Regions from separate parts of the Sus scrofa genome. Here all the other regions are linked to region 2. A link is a contact called in public Hi-C and promoter capture Hi-C data. All regions are on one chromosome and are shown on one strand. Each heading gives the region's core, a stretch centred on a gene start, on an enhancer-like site or on the middle of the called end of the contact. The rest is flanking DNA. Distances are from core to core; before and after follow the strand shown.

What was found. Promoter capture Hi-C pulls out the DNA fragments that hold promoters and counts their contacts. Hi-C and Micro-C count contacts between places; a contact is called where the count stands out from the background.
Region 1: a contact with region 2 is called in a Hi-C map of brain, with 5 times the contacts expected there. The contact joins two enhancer-like sites. A contact is called at or near these places in 2 of 47 Hi-C or Micro-C datasets (brain and omental adipose tissue) and 1 of 2 datasets of contacts at active chromatin or transcription factors (alveolar macrophages).
Region 3: a promoter capture Hi-C map of liver shows a contact between it and region 2, with 17 times the contacts expected there. The contact joins the promoter of ATP5O here to the enhancer-like site in region 2. A contact is called at or near these places in 3 of 5 promoter capture datasets (fetal liver, liver and skeletal muscle), 15 of 47 Hi-C or Micro-C datasets (alveolar macrophages, embryonic fibroblasts, fetal heart ventricle and 10 more) and 2 of 2 datasets of contacts at active chromatin or transcription factors (alveolar macrophages and skeletal muscle).

The regions. Positions count from the first base shown.
Region 1 is chr13:197,540,954-197,545,134 of Sscrofa11.1, forward strand. No RefSeq gene overlaps it. Among named protein-coding and RNA genes, the nearest start is that of ATP5O, 24 kb to the left of the region's middle. Within about 2 kb of position 2,043, at least 35 of the 83 cell types and tissues checked have an H3K27ac peak or open chromatin away from gene starts, as enhancers often do. A contact at or near this core is called in brain, where this site is marked.
Region 2 is chr13:197,810,372-197,814,495 of Sscrofa11.1, forward strand. No RefSeq gene overlaps it. Among named protein-coding and RNA genes, the nearest start is that of SLC5A3, 120 kb to the left of the region's middle. Within about 2 kb of position 2,305, at least 52 of the 83 cell types and tissues checked have an H3K27ac peak or open chromatin away from gene starts, as enhancers often do. A contact at or near this core is called in brain, fetal liver, fetal skeletal muscle and 6 more, where this site is marked.
Region 3 is chr13:197,517,855-197,522,321 of Sscrofa11.1, forward strand. It overlaps ATP5O (ATP synthase, H+ transporting, mitochondrial F1 complex, O subunit), which reads right to left and starts at 1,676. Exons shown (of 7, transcript NM_001044606.2): 1 at 1,625-1,676; 2 at 157-207. The coding sequence starts at 1,660.

The DNA.
Region 1 (4,181 bases), core at 793-3,292, 270 kb before region 2:
AGCAAGGACAGGGATCGAACCCGCATCCTCATGGATACTAGTCAGATTGTTTCCACTCTGCTACAATGAGAACTCCTCCAATAATGCTTTTTAGTAACGTGCTGTTGTGTAATGTTCGAAATGCTTTCATTGGCAACTCCTAGATCCTCATTCCTTTTGTGTGAGTGGACATTAAGTATAGAAACAAATAGGGTTCCAAGGGGTTAATTGGATTTAGTTATTGGAGTGGTTAATCAATTCTTTCATTTATCTATCTCTCCTCCAAACAGGAAGCATGAACCGAGCATCTGCTATCTATCTGCTGTGGTGCTAAGCTGATGTGATGCAGGTACACAAAACAGTGTCTGACTTGGAGGTGCTCACACTCTGGGAGGAAAATATCTAAACAGATGTGAAATTCACTCAAAGATAAATATCTAAGTGAATATATCTAAGAGGCCGAGAGCTTCATGGAGAAGATGAGATGTGTGCTGGGCCGTGCAAAATAAGCAGACGTTCGTCCCATGCTCAATAAATGTCAGAATCAGAACCTGAACCCAGGGATCCTGTGGTCTGTCTGGTCCAGCACAATTTTTTTGTTTTGTTTTTTTTTTTTTTTTTTTTGCTTTTTAGGGCCACTCCTGGTGCATATGGAGGTTCCCAGGCTAGGGGCCTAATTGGAGCTACAATCTGCCGGCCTATATCACAGCCACAGCAACGCCAGATCCAAGCTGTGTCTGCAAATTACACCATAGCTCATGGCAACACTGGATCCCAAAACACAGAGCGAGGCCAGGGATTGAACCCGCAATCCTCATGGATTCATTTCCACTGTGCCATTATGGGAACTCCGAGCACAGTTTTTTTTTTTTTTTTTTTTGGAGGATGTACCCATGGCAGGTGGAAGGTCCAGGGCCAGGGATTGAACCTGAGCCACAGCAGTGACTGGAGCTGCAGCAGCAATAACGCTGGCTCCCTAACCCACTGAGCCACCAGGAAACTCTTGGTCCAGCACAATTTGTGTGGCAAATGCGCTTCTCTTTTTTTCATCTGAAAATCCCGGTTTTCTTTGTGTCTTATAACTCCTGCTGGATTTTTCTGAAAGCCTTATAATGATGCTGTCATCTGCACTGCACAAAGTGAAGCAGAGCTCTTTGTTGGGGAGAAAGGGAGCAGCAGGCTGCTGGAAAGGAATGGGTGGAAGGCAGAATGCTGACCAGGGTACCGTCCCTTCTAGCCCAGAGACGTTCCGTTTCAGCATCCTCGCACTTGGTGACTTTCCAGGCAGCTGATGGCGTGGAGAACCTCAGTCCTGTTTACCTGTTCTCCCAGCCATTACTCACCTCGTCCCACACACCCCCACACTCGCACACAAAGCCGTGGAGTGACATCAAGAAAAAAAAAAAATCAAACCCCTTCCCCCAACCCCATTCTAAAATGTCAAGTGGTTCAGTTTGGAGGAGAAAAGAAAGCTGAAGAAAGCATGACTCATGACAGGGCTGACAAACAACTATCTGGAGGTATGCTGGTGAGTCACGTAGTGGAGATCAGCCTTTATGTTGTGAAAAGGACCGGGGATTGAAGGAGCATCATGGGACCAGCCAGTAAAATTCCACTAGTGTCTGAAGCCGATTTGGAGGTAATTTAAAAAACCCTGGGCTTTTTCCAGCCCCAGTCCCGCGCCGGGCTCCACGTCCCCTCAGGTATGTTGATCTATACAGGAAATCAGAAAGAAGGATTATGCATAACTGGAACAAAACCACTATTGTCTTTCCATGCCCAGTGCCATGCCGAACCAGCCCTGTTTGCTTCATCGAGCCAGCGAGACTGCTGAATTTTCTTGAAGGGTATTGGGTTGCTAGGCAACAGCGCTGGCAGCATCCATCATGCCCGGCAATGTCAGTGGCCCCGAGTGTGGCCGGCAGAACACGCCTGCTTCCCTCCCCCACCTCCCCTCGCACCCCTCCCCCATGCAAACGTTAATTTGAATCTTGGGGACAGGACCTGTGCCAGGTGATTCTGTGTATAAAACACCACGGGGCAGCACATGAAGCACAAATATTGTTTTTGGTTGCAAAGCAGTGCATGTGACGTAGTTGAAAATACAGCCTCATTTGTGTACACTCCTCACATAAAGCATGGAGGCATAATTTTGAAAGCCTGCACGTCAAATATCCTGGTGTGTTCTGCCTTTACATCATTTTTTTTCTCTCTCTCTCTCTGCCCATATACAGCATCTTGTTTACACCCTGTCCTGTCCATATCTCTCTCCCTCCCTTTTTTCTGTGGTCTCCTGGGTGATGGAGCTATTGTTTGCCTGTAGGGCTATGTGGACAAAAGGGAGCCTATTTCTACATGGGAGACAGCCCTGTGGTTAATCTTTGCAGGCTGCCGTTCACAAGGGCTGTCACTGTGGCACCTTTGCTCAGGAAGTGCCCATTTTCTGGGTAGAGTCTCCACCTGGGTCCCATCTGTCTGTGCCTTTTACTTCCTTTCAAGGGGCAGCAGGCTGTGTAAGTGGATAGAGTTCCAGAGGCAGAGTGTGGACAGGAGAGGATCAGCACTGGAGTTAGACCCACATTCAAATCCTTTCCTTTCTCCTATCAGCTCTGGTGTCTTTGGCAAGCTTCTTTCCCCACTTCTGAAAAAGACGTTAATAAAAACCACCTCCCTGCACTATGGGGAGGGCTGAGTGCGTTAACGCTTCCATATGCCTGGCTCCCAGTATTTATTAGGTGGCAGATATTATAAGGATTGAGAGAATTGCAGATGATTCCCAGTTGAAAGGAGGTTTAAAATCTGGTGCAGCCCAACAAGGGATTCTAATCCTCCTGCTTCTCCCAGCGGAATCAGGGCAGGATCCAGTTAGACTGCCAAAGCGACGCTTCTTGATAGGGTTGGGCTCTAAGTTTTCAGGCTACTGGCCCAGTGATCTTTTTTTTTCTGGGCCCATTATGATCTCTATTCCCTTCCTTAAAGTTATCTTGGCTTTGGGGGGTCTTATGGGGGACTGATGTTCCTCCTTCTATAACTGAACAAGGTTACCTGGCAGGAAGATTTGGTTGATTGCGAGACTTTGATGTGATCAAGGCCTGGAATTTTTTTTTTTTTCTTTTCTTTTTAGGGCTGCACCTGTGACATGTAGATGTTCCTGGGCTGGGGTCAAATCAGAGCTGCAGCTGCTGGCCTACACCACAAGCCACAGCAATGCGGATCTGAGCTGCATCGGTGACCCCACGGCTCACAGCAATACAGGATCCTCAACGCACTGAGCAAGGCTAGGGATCGAACCTGCATCCTCATGGGTACCATGTTGGGTTCTTAACCTGCTGAGTCACAATGGGAATGCCAAGACCTGGAATTTGACTGGAGGCCTGATGAAGCTGAAGGATGTGCCCCCAGGAGCCTGGGAGGATGACACTGTGGGGTTTTCCTCTGATAGTGCTAGCCTGCTTTACGCTCGCTCTGCTCTGAAGCCTTCAAGCAAGAACTACATCTAATGCCCACTCAAGGCTGGGCTCCTAAACAGGAAATAGATGAGATGCCTTATCTGATGGTGACTTTCTAATTCTAGGTTTTATTTAACTTAATTAAATTAATTAATTAATTAATTAATTTATTTTTTGTCTTTTTGCCTTTTCTAGGGCCGCTCCCGTGGCATATGGAGGTTCCCGGGCTAGGGGTCTAATCGGAGCTGTAGCCACCAGCCTACACCAGAGTCACAGTAATTCTAGGTTTTAAACCACAACCACCAAAGATGGTGGGTGCCAGCAAACCTTCCTCAGGTATCACCAGAAGTGCTATTTCCCACATTTAAAGACCCTCTTCTCCACTCTCTAGAATCTGTGCCCTTAGAGAAACCATGCCCCTTGAAGGGACGTTCCCAGCCAAGGAAGAGGCAAGCGAACAGCCTTCAGCTCTAGCCTGGGCCAGCCAAGTCCTGCTGTCAGTTGGGCTTGCCACTCCTCTTTAGGACCTTGGGAAGAGGAGCAAGGGATGGGTCTGGGTTTACTCCAGCTCAGAGTTGAGGGAGAAGACTGATGGGCCAAGGAAATTAGGAGGTAGGCACACCAGTGCATCTGGGAGGGCCAGGGGGATGGGGAGGGCTGCATTGGTGGCAGCAATGAGGCGGTCTCTCCGGAGTCCTACCAGGGACGCTCTCTCTTCCTCCTGTCCCCACCAAGGAGATGGGAACACTGGAC
Region 2 (4,124 bases), core at 1,055-3,554:
ACAAGGCTGTGCAACTATCGACTGGAAAACAAAAATTGTACAACCTAAAAGTTGCAAGTTTTGATTTATTTAAGGATCCTACTGATGACCGGGACACAGCCTCTCAGATGGCTCAGAGGAACTGTCCTGAAGAGGCGGGGGAGGAGCCGGGATATTTAGCAGTTGTTACTGGAAAAAAAAAAAAGAAAAAACATATGTAGTGGGGCATCAAAAGATGACTGCTAATCACCAAAACCAGACATCGCAAGTTAATGATTTTAGTGCTTTCCTATATATGGGAAGATGCAACAGTCTGGGCTCATCAGAATTAATCCTTTGATATGCATCTTAACAATCTAGGGCCAGTATCCTGTTTTTCTTCAAACTGAATGCCCTGGGGTGACTGCAGTGGCTGATGGTTTGGTGCCTGGCATCAAGAATAGTTTACCAGAATAGCATGGAATATTCTTTGTTTACTGAAATGGCAGGCAACCTTTTTTTTTTTTTGGTCCACACAACCACCACCTTTTTTTAGTTCCAAAACATTTTCATCACTCTGCGCATGCCCCCCCTCCCCACCCCCTCCCCCCAAAATATCCCATGCTCATTAAGCTGTTAGTCCCTAACTCATTCTCCCAGCCCCTGGCCACCCCCAACTGCTTCCTGTCTGACCACTTCTGGATGTGTCATAGAAGTGGAATCATACAGTGCATGTCCTTTTGTGTCTGTCTTCTTTCACTTGGCGAAATGTTTTCAAGGTTTATCCATGTTATTGAGTGTACATAATCCCTTTTTTAAAAAAAGTTATTTTCTTGTTATAGTTGATTTACAATGTTGTGCCACTTTCTGCTGTACAGCAAAGTAACCCAGTTATACATATATATGTGTGTGTGTATAATATGTGTGTGTATACACACACATTCCTTTATTTTCTGTTATCTTCTATCATGAACTACCCCAAAAGCCTGGATATAGTTCCCTGTGCTATACAATAAGACCTCATTGTTCTCCATTCTAAATGTAATAGTTTGCATCTGAACATCATTGCTTTTTATGCCAGAGTAATATTTCATTGTATGGATATGCTCCCATATTTTATTTATCTGATCATCTGTTGATGGACACGGGTTATTTCCACATTTTGGCTACTGTGACTAATGCTGTAATAAACATTCCCGTACAAGCATCTGTTTGGAGTACCCATTTTCAATTCTTTTCAATGTACACCTGGGAGTGGAGTAGCTGGGTCACAAGGTAATTCTCCACCTAACTTTTGAGAAACGTATTAACACCATTTTTTTTTTCTCAGCCATACCCATGCAGAAGATCCCAGGGCCAGGGACGGAACTCCTGCGAGACGCCAGATCCTCAACCTGCTGAGCCACCAGGGAACCCCATAACCCCATTTTTAAAAGTAAGGAATCTGAGGCTCAAGGAAATTGAGTTGTCTAAGGTCACATGACTAGTAAGTGACACAGCCGGCACTAGGACCCAGAAGCTAATACTGCTGTCATTCTAAGGACCCTGACCTGAGGGGAACATCATTCATTCACTCGCCAAACATCCCCCAAGGGAGCGAGCTGGCCTTTGTGGCAGCTTCAACAGTAACTCTCAGAAAGGAACTTCCTAACGCCAGAAACTTCAGCAGAGAACAAAACAAGGGGAGTATTTTAATCATAAATCAACAGGAGTTGCTCACACATAAATCCCATTATGCAGACAATCTATCTGAGCACAGCGACGGTCTCTCAAGGCTCGCTGCACATTTAACGTCAGGGTATGAAGTTCGTGCTGATTCTCCAACCGTCAGAAAAGAGCCACTTTTCCCTATTTCTGGTTTTAACTGTCTGCATTTTTGGATTGACCCTGGGGGGGAGGGGAGTGCGTGGAAACGGATTCGGTTCTGAAGTTCCGATTCGATGGAGAAGCCTGTGCCAATCACTGTCCAAAGAGAAACTCTTGGCGGCATGGCTGCTCAAAGGGTTAAATGCCAGGGCCAGACGGAGACTAAAGGGGGAGTGGGTGTTGGCGGGCGAATTCGGGATGCGGAGGCAGCAGGACTTGGGCATTGGGAATCTTATTTTCCAGTGGTTTCTAAGGGAATTTTACTATGAAGAGGCAAATTCTAATCTCCCTCGCCCTTTCCCGGCTCACTGGAGCATTTTCTGTGTAGAAAGGTGACATCCAAAGGCTGGAGCTTAGCTGGGTTTGAAAACAGACGCCGGCTCCCCCCTCCCACCCTCCCTCGACTCCCCTCCCTGGCCCCGCTGACCTGATTAATCAGAACCCTGCCAAGCCCACTGAGGAGGGCTCCCAGGCTAATCTAATCTCCGTCCCCAAGCGGGGACAGACACCCCCGCTCGGCCAATGAGACGCAATTGTGCAAGCTCGGCCGGGCGGTGGAAAATTCCATGCGCCGGGCGGGCGGCTGCCGCGGCCCCTGGCGGCGGCGCGCGCTCAGCATCCTGCATCCCCGGGTCTCTGGGTCCCCACGTCCCTGGGTCTTGGGCCGGGCCCGCTGCTTCGGGAGCCCCTCCAAAGCCGCCCAGTTTCGGGGCACTTTCAGGCCAGTCACCGTGCAGGAGCTGTTTTTGTTTTTGTTTTTGTTTTCTCTCAAGTTACCCCCACCTCTCTGCGAGAGGAGCTGTCAGCAAATCAAAGAGAGGCTGGCGAGGGTGTGTGTGTATTGGGGGGAGCCCTGTGGTGGCATTTCCCCCTCTGGTGAAGAGTGTGCTGGGGGTGTGTGTGATATCAGCCACCGTCCCCAGCCCCCGCCTTGCCCACCGAAGCCATTAAGTCCTGCCTGCAATCGCCCCTCGGGTTCCTCGTCAGGGCTTTACAACCCAATAAGTATGCGGAGAATGAATGAATCGACCACCTTTCTAGATCCATCCACCAGGAACTACTGGCACCCCTTTGGAAGTGGCTGGTGGGTCCTAGAGAGCGAAGGGTTTAGGAATCGGCAAAGGTGTGTGTATATATAATAAGGGAGCCTGGAGACCCAGAGCTGCAGAGGAACCTAAGGTAATAGGATCCGTGCCCTGATCCAGAGACGCACAGAAAATTCCAGGGAGGCACATCTTGCTCCGTCTGCCATTGCGCGGAGGAGGGGATCCTGATCCGAGATGGAAGGATAGGAGCTAGCCAGGCAAAGAAGGGGGAGGAGCGGGGAGCCTGAGTTCCAGTCCCCGGAGTGAGGCTGCTGCGCAGGCCATAGCGTTTCTAGCGTTTCTACTAAGCTGGGCTGTGTTAAGAGATCGCTATCTTAACTCCACGTGAAGCCCTGCAATAAATCCTCATGATTTCAAGGATTCCAGGCCTGTTTCTGCTCCTCGCAGTGTAAAAGAGCCTAGTGAACACAGTCCAAAAATCAGAATGCAACCTTGCCTCTGAGCGCCTCTGCCAGAAGACATCACAAAAGCTTCTCCTGAGATTGGAACGGGGAGCGGGATCGTGGGCCTCAGCCCTGTGGGAGGGGAAAGGAGAAAATAAAGACAAGTATGAGGCTTCGGGAGGACCCCGTAGGACAGAAGGCTAAGAAAGGGCCGTCCTGGGCCTGAAATAGGTGAGCTGAGCTGAGGTTAAGAAGACAGGAAACCCTGGCTGCCCTAGTTCTGCTAGCGACCTGCTGAAGATTCTGGAAAAGCTCCCACAGTTCCCTGAGTCTTAGTTTTTAACCTCTGTAAAAATCCATATAATAACAATTCCTGAGACAACGAAATGAGACAAAAGACAATGGAATTATGTCTCTAAGACTGTTTGTTAAGGAATCTATGGAAGTGTTTTTTTATCCGCATGCATAAACAATAGACATGGTTAAGTTGAATTAACTTAGACCAAGAGTCACTGCTACATTAATATATGGCTACATGTATTAAGGTAGTCGATAAATATTTATTGAACAGCTCTTATGGGCCCAGGGATACAGCACTGAAGACAACACAACAATCCCTGCCTTTGGGAAGATCCTACTGTCTTAGGGGAGACAGATGATAAATAAGAAAGCAAGAGTATTTCAAGTGGTGATAAGTGATGAAAAAACAGCAGGAGAGAAGGATGGGGGGTGATTTTGAATAGGGCCAGGAGAAAGAGCCTCATTGAGAAGGTGGTCTTGGAGCAGATGACAAGGAGGTGAGGGGGTGAGC
Region 3 (4,467 bases), core at 426-2,925, 290 kb before region 2:
CACATGTGTTTTGTTCCCTAACACATCATGTTTTGGGAACCGCAAATCATGCAGAAAGGTTCAAGTCGGAATGATACAGAATCCATGCCCTACGTGTATTGGTGTCTGACTCACACACATTCATCTGCTTTATAATCACAAAATAAGGTGACATACCCTCACAAGCTTGGCAAATGGCCTGACCACAGATGTACTGAAGCATCGCACCTTAGCAACGAAAAGAGAAAGGAGATCAAATGAGATTACTTCAAGGATTTTTGCACTTAAACCAAAGTAAAAAACAGTAAGTATGACATTTAAATGATTCGTTTCTTTCTTTTTAGGGCTGCACCTGCAGCATATGGAAGTTCCCAGGCTAGGGGTCAAACTGGAGCTATAGCTGCTGGCCTACACCACAGCCACAGCAACACCAGATCTGAGCTGGGTCTGCCATCTACACCACAGCTCACGGCAACGTCAGATCCCCGACCCACTGAGTGAGGCCAGGGATGCAGCCTGCATCCTCATGGATACTAGCCAGATTCGCTTCTGCTGCACCACAACGGCAACTCCTAAATGATTCGTTTCTTGTGTTTCTTTGTATCATCACAGATTACACGAGGGTGGGCTGTTCTTTTTTGCCTAGGAGTAAATTTCCCCACTGAGAATCATCCCAGCAGCTTGGGAAACTGCAGGCCCACTCACTTCCTAGTTTACTAAAACAGGCTGAGGCTAGCACACCAGTATCAGAGAGAAGAAACCAAATTTAATGAAACACGCTGTTCCAAAAAATTTAATGCGACTTTTGGCATTTATATTACTACCCTTGGGCGTGGTTTTAATAAAAAGTGGGAGGATTCCAGGAATGATTTGCAAGAGATGTACCTTCTTAGACTCGAACTGCTATCTGAAAATAAAGATGAATTCTTTGGGTTACCCAGCAGTCTGTTGTGAGAACAGATCCCAGTATCTTGCAGATACTACCTTGAGATTGTTGAGACAGTATCACCTTGTCTATCAAGAGTTGGAATTCGTAATTTAAAAAGCACCTGCAAGGGCACAGGTCACCTTCAAGTAATCCCGGCTCTGGAATGTACTCGAAAGGTTGTGAGGATTAACAGACCGTAACACTTAGGAAACCTTACGGAAGCTATACGTAAGGAATCATGCAGTATGAAGAGCACGAATTTTCTTTCAAACTCTATCTTCTGTGGGTTCGAATCTCAGCTCTACCCCTTATTCGCTCAGCAGCCAAGGACGAGTCATTTAAACCTTTCGGTCTCATTTTCTTTATAAAAAGGTGGAATGTGTTTCACAAATATTCCTTAGCATTACTGGTGACCTCTACGACAAAGATGGAGCCCCCTTCTCCTGTGCCCCTCAAAGCAGCTACTTTCTAGGGGTGTGCTCTGAGGACACCAAATGCAGACATGCGCAGCCCCGCGCCCACCGCCCTGCGCGCATCCCGGGGGGAAGCCGGGCCGTCCGGCTGCCTGCTCTCGCCCCCGCTCTCCTGGCCCCACGACCTTGAACGGCAGCCACGCTCCCCCAACTGTGGCCTCAAACCGTAGCGCTTAGAGGCCTGGTATGGGTCACCCCAGGAGGGTTCCTTCCGCTGGCTTTCAACACCGCCATTCTCTCTCACCTGCCGGGAAAGCCCGGACACTGCTTGGGAGGCCATCTTCTCCTGGGAGGCTGTAGGTCAAACCCTACTTGGCGAGAGAGAACGAGAGCGCATGCGTGCGTCAGCGTAGTCGCTCGGCTGCTGGGAAATGTAGGCCTAGGTCGTCAAATCTCATGCGCAGGAATCTTCCTCAGGCTGGGAGCTGTAGTCCTTAGGAGCGGGTGGTCAGGGCGGAACCTACAGGGCTGGGGGTGGGCTAGTGGTTTGGGTCAGCCCCTGGAAATGAAGTGTATACGTTACTAACTGGCCTTTACTGTAGGATGGATGTATTGCCACTAGTTTTAAATTTCCATTGGGATAAGTACGGTGACATTTATTCCATGTCACCTTCGTCGCTAGCATCATTAGCGTGTTTACCTTTCTTACCCAAAGGGTATATCGAGCGTAGATCCGCGCACTGTGTATACCCCCACCCCCACCCCGCAAACCCGGGCCTTATAGCTCTAGCAGGGGACATTTTGTGACCAGTACCTCTGTCCCACCTTCGCCCCATCTCACTTGAGTACAGCATTGACCTCTTGGTTTGTGCAGGCATGTGAGGGTCTGCTGTTTAAATACTTCCTTCTGGTAGAGCAGAGTGATTATCTGAGAATCAGACCTAAAAATAGAACTGGGGTTTGAGCAAGTGTGACATTGAAACTGAGAACCCCAAACTAGCTCTGGTTAGTTTCTCTGCATTTATATTATTATTATTACTTTTTGGTATTTTTAGGGCCGCACCCCCTGCATATTGGAGGTTATGGAGGTTCCCAGGCTAGGGGTCTGATGGGAGCTGTAGCCGCTGGTCTAGCCACAGCCACGCCATATCTGTCAGATCTCAGCAGCGTCCACAATCTACGCCACAGTTTAGGGCAACGCTGGATTCTTAACTCACTGAGCGAAGCCAGGCATCAAACCTGCATCTTCATGAATATTAGTCAGATTGGTTTCCCCTGAGCCACAGGGGGCGGGGGCGGGGGCGGGGGGGGGCGACTCCTCTCTGCATTTATAAAAACAACCTCTTTACACCCCATTTCCCCCTAAACAGAACTTACTCTAATTTTCTCTTCTATAGGGTTGGAATTCCCTAGTTGCAGTAATGGAGTTCTATAGTCAATTAAAAAGTGTTTTTCTACTCAGATCTATTCTTTTCTACAGGAAAACAGATGAAGTCATTAATTTACTTTTTGACTGCAGTTTTCTTTTTTCTTGCCTTTTTTTAATGCTCACCTGCAGCATATAGAAGTTCCCAGGCTAGGGGTTGAATGGGAGCTGTAGCTGCTGGCCTACACCGCAGCCACAGCAAAGCCGAGTCTGCGACCTACAGCACAGCCCACGGTAGTGGTGGATCCTGACGCACTGTGCAGGGCCAGGAATCCAACTGAGTCCTCATGGATACTAGTGGGGTTTGTTACCGCTGAGCCACAACGGGAACATTTGAGTGCAGTTTTCTCATCCTTACAAAAAACTTGTTAGAAGGCAGAATCTATTTTTCTGGAATGTTATTGCCCTCTTTTCTACCACCCATAAGCAGCTGTTGTCAATATTTGGTACGTTATCTCCCATTACTTTTTCAGATAGTGGCCTGGTCTACCCAGTCTTGAATCCCAGTCCTTTCATTGACCTTGACACAACTATATAACTTCTCTGCGCTTCAGTTTTCTTATCTGTAAAGTGGTTATTATAATAGCACCTACCTTACAGGGTGTTAGGAAAAATAAACTATACATACGAATGTACATACACACATATGTATTTAGCATTCAGAGCAATTGTCTGACAGACTGGTAGTCACTAATATTCTTTATTTTGTGTTTGTTTTTATTACATAGACAGATTCGCAATCTACATAATTTAGTGTCTTGCCTTTTTCCTTAATACAAGAAAAAAGATACTAAATTATATGTGGATTGTAAATATATGCTTACAATATAATATAAGCATGTTTCCAAGTGAGAAAATGATCATAAACATAATTTTAATGTTGCAGAATAACCCATCAAGTAGATATTCTATAACTTGATCATTCAATGATTTTTGAACAATAAACGGTTGCTTTTTTCCCCGTTTAAAACAATGCTGCATTTCCAGAGCATCTTTAGACACAAACTTTTTTCTTCCCACCTAGGATAACTTCCAAATAGATTTCCAGGGCTGGCAGAACTTGGTGAGAAGGTATGAACACTTTAAAAGTCTTTGATAAATAAGCTCATGCTCTTTTCCTTTTCTTTTTTTTTTTTTTGCTTTTTTAGGGCTGTACCCCTGGCATATGGAAGTTCCCAGGCTAGAGGTTGAACCAGAGCTACAGCTGCTGGCCTATGCCAGAGCCACAGCAATGCAGGATCCAAGCCGTGTCTCTGACCTACACCACAGCTCAGGGCAACGCTGGATCCTTAACTCTCTGAGCGAGGCCAGGGATGGAACCTGCAACACCGTGGTTACTAGTCAGATTCATTTCTGCTGCGCCACAAGGGGAACTCTGCCAATGGCATTATTTTGTTCCTTTTTAGAGGCCGTGCTCTTTTCAAAACTTTTAACCAATTTACACTTTCACTAGCAGCACATAAAACCTTTGTTTTACTTCCCTCTCCAAACTCTTTTCAGAGACCGTTTTAAGTAAGTCTAAATGGAAAGTATATTCATTAGGCAACACATTTTATTGAGCAGCTATTATGTGCAGGCAGCTCTTCTGTGCCCTGGAGGTACAGCAGGGTGCAAGACAAAGTTCTTGCTTTCACAGACCTTATATTCTATGTGCAACCAAACCACAAATCCTATGTTTCCTAATGTGTGTGTCTTATTAGATGTACTTCAAGTAGAAAGTT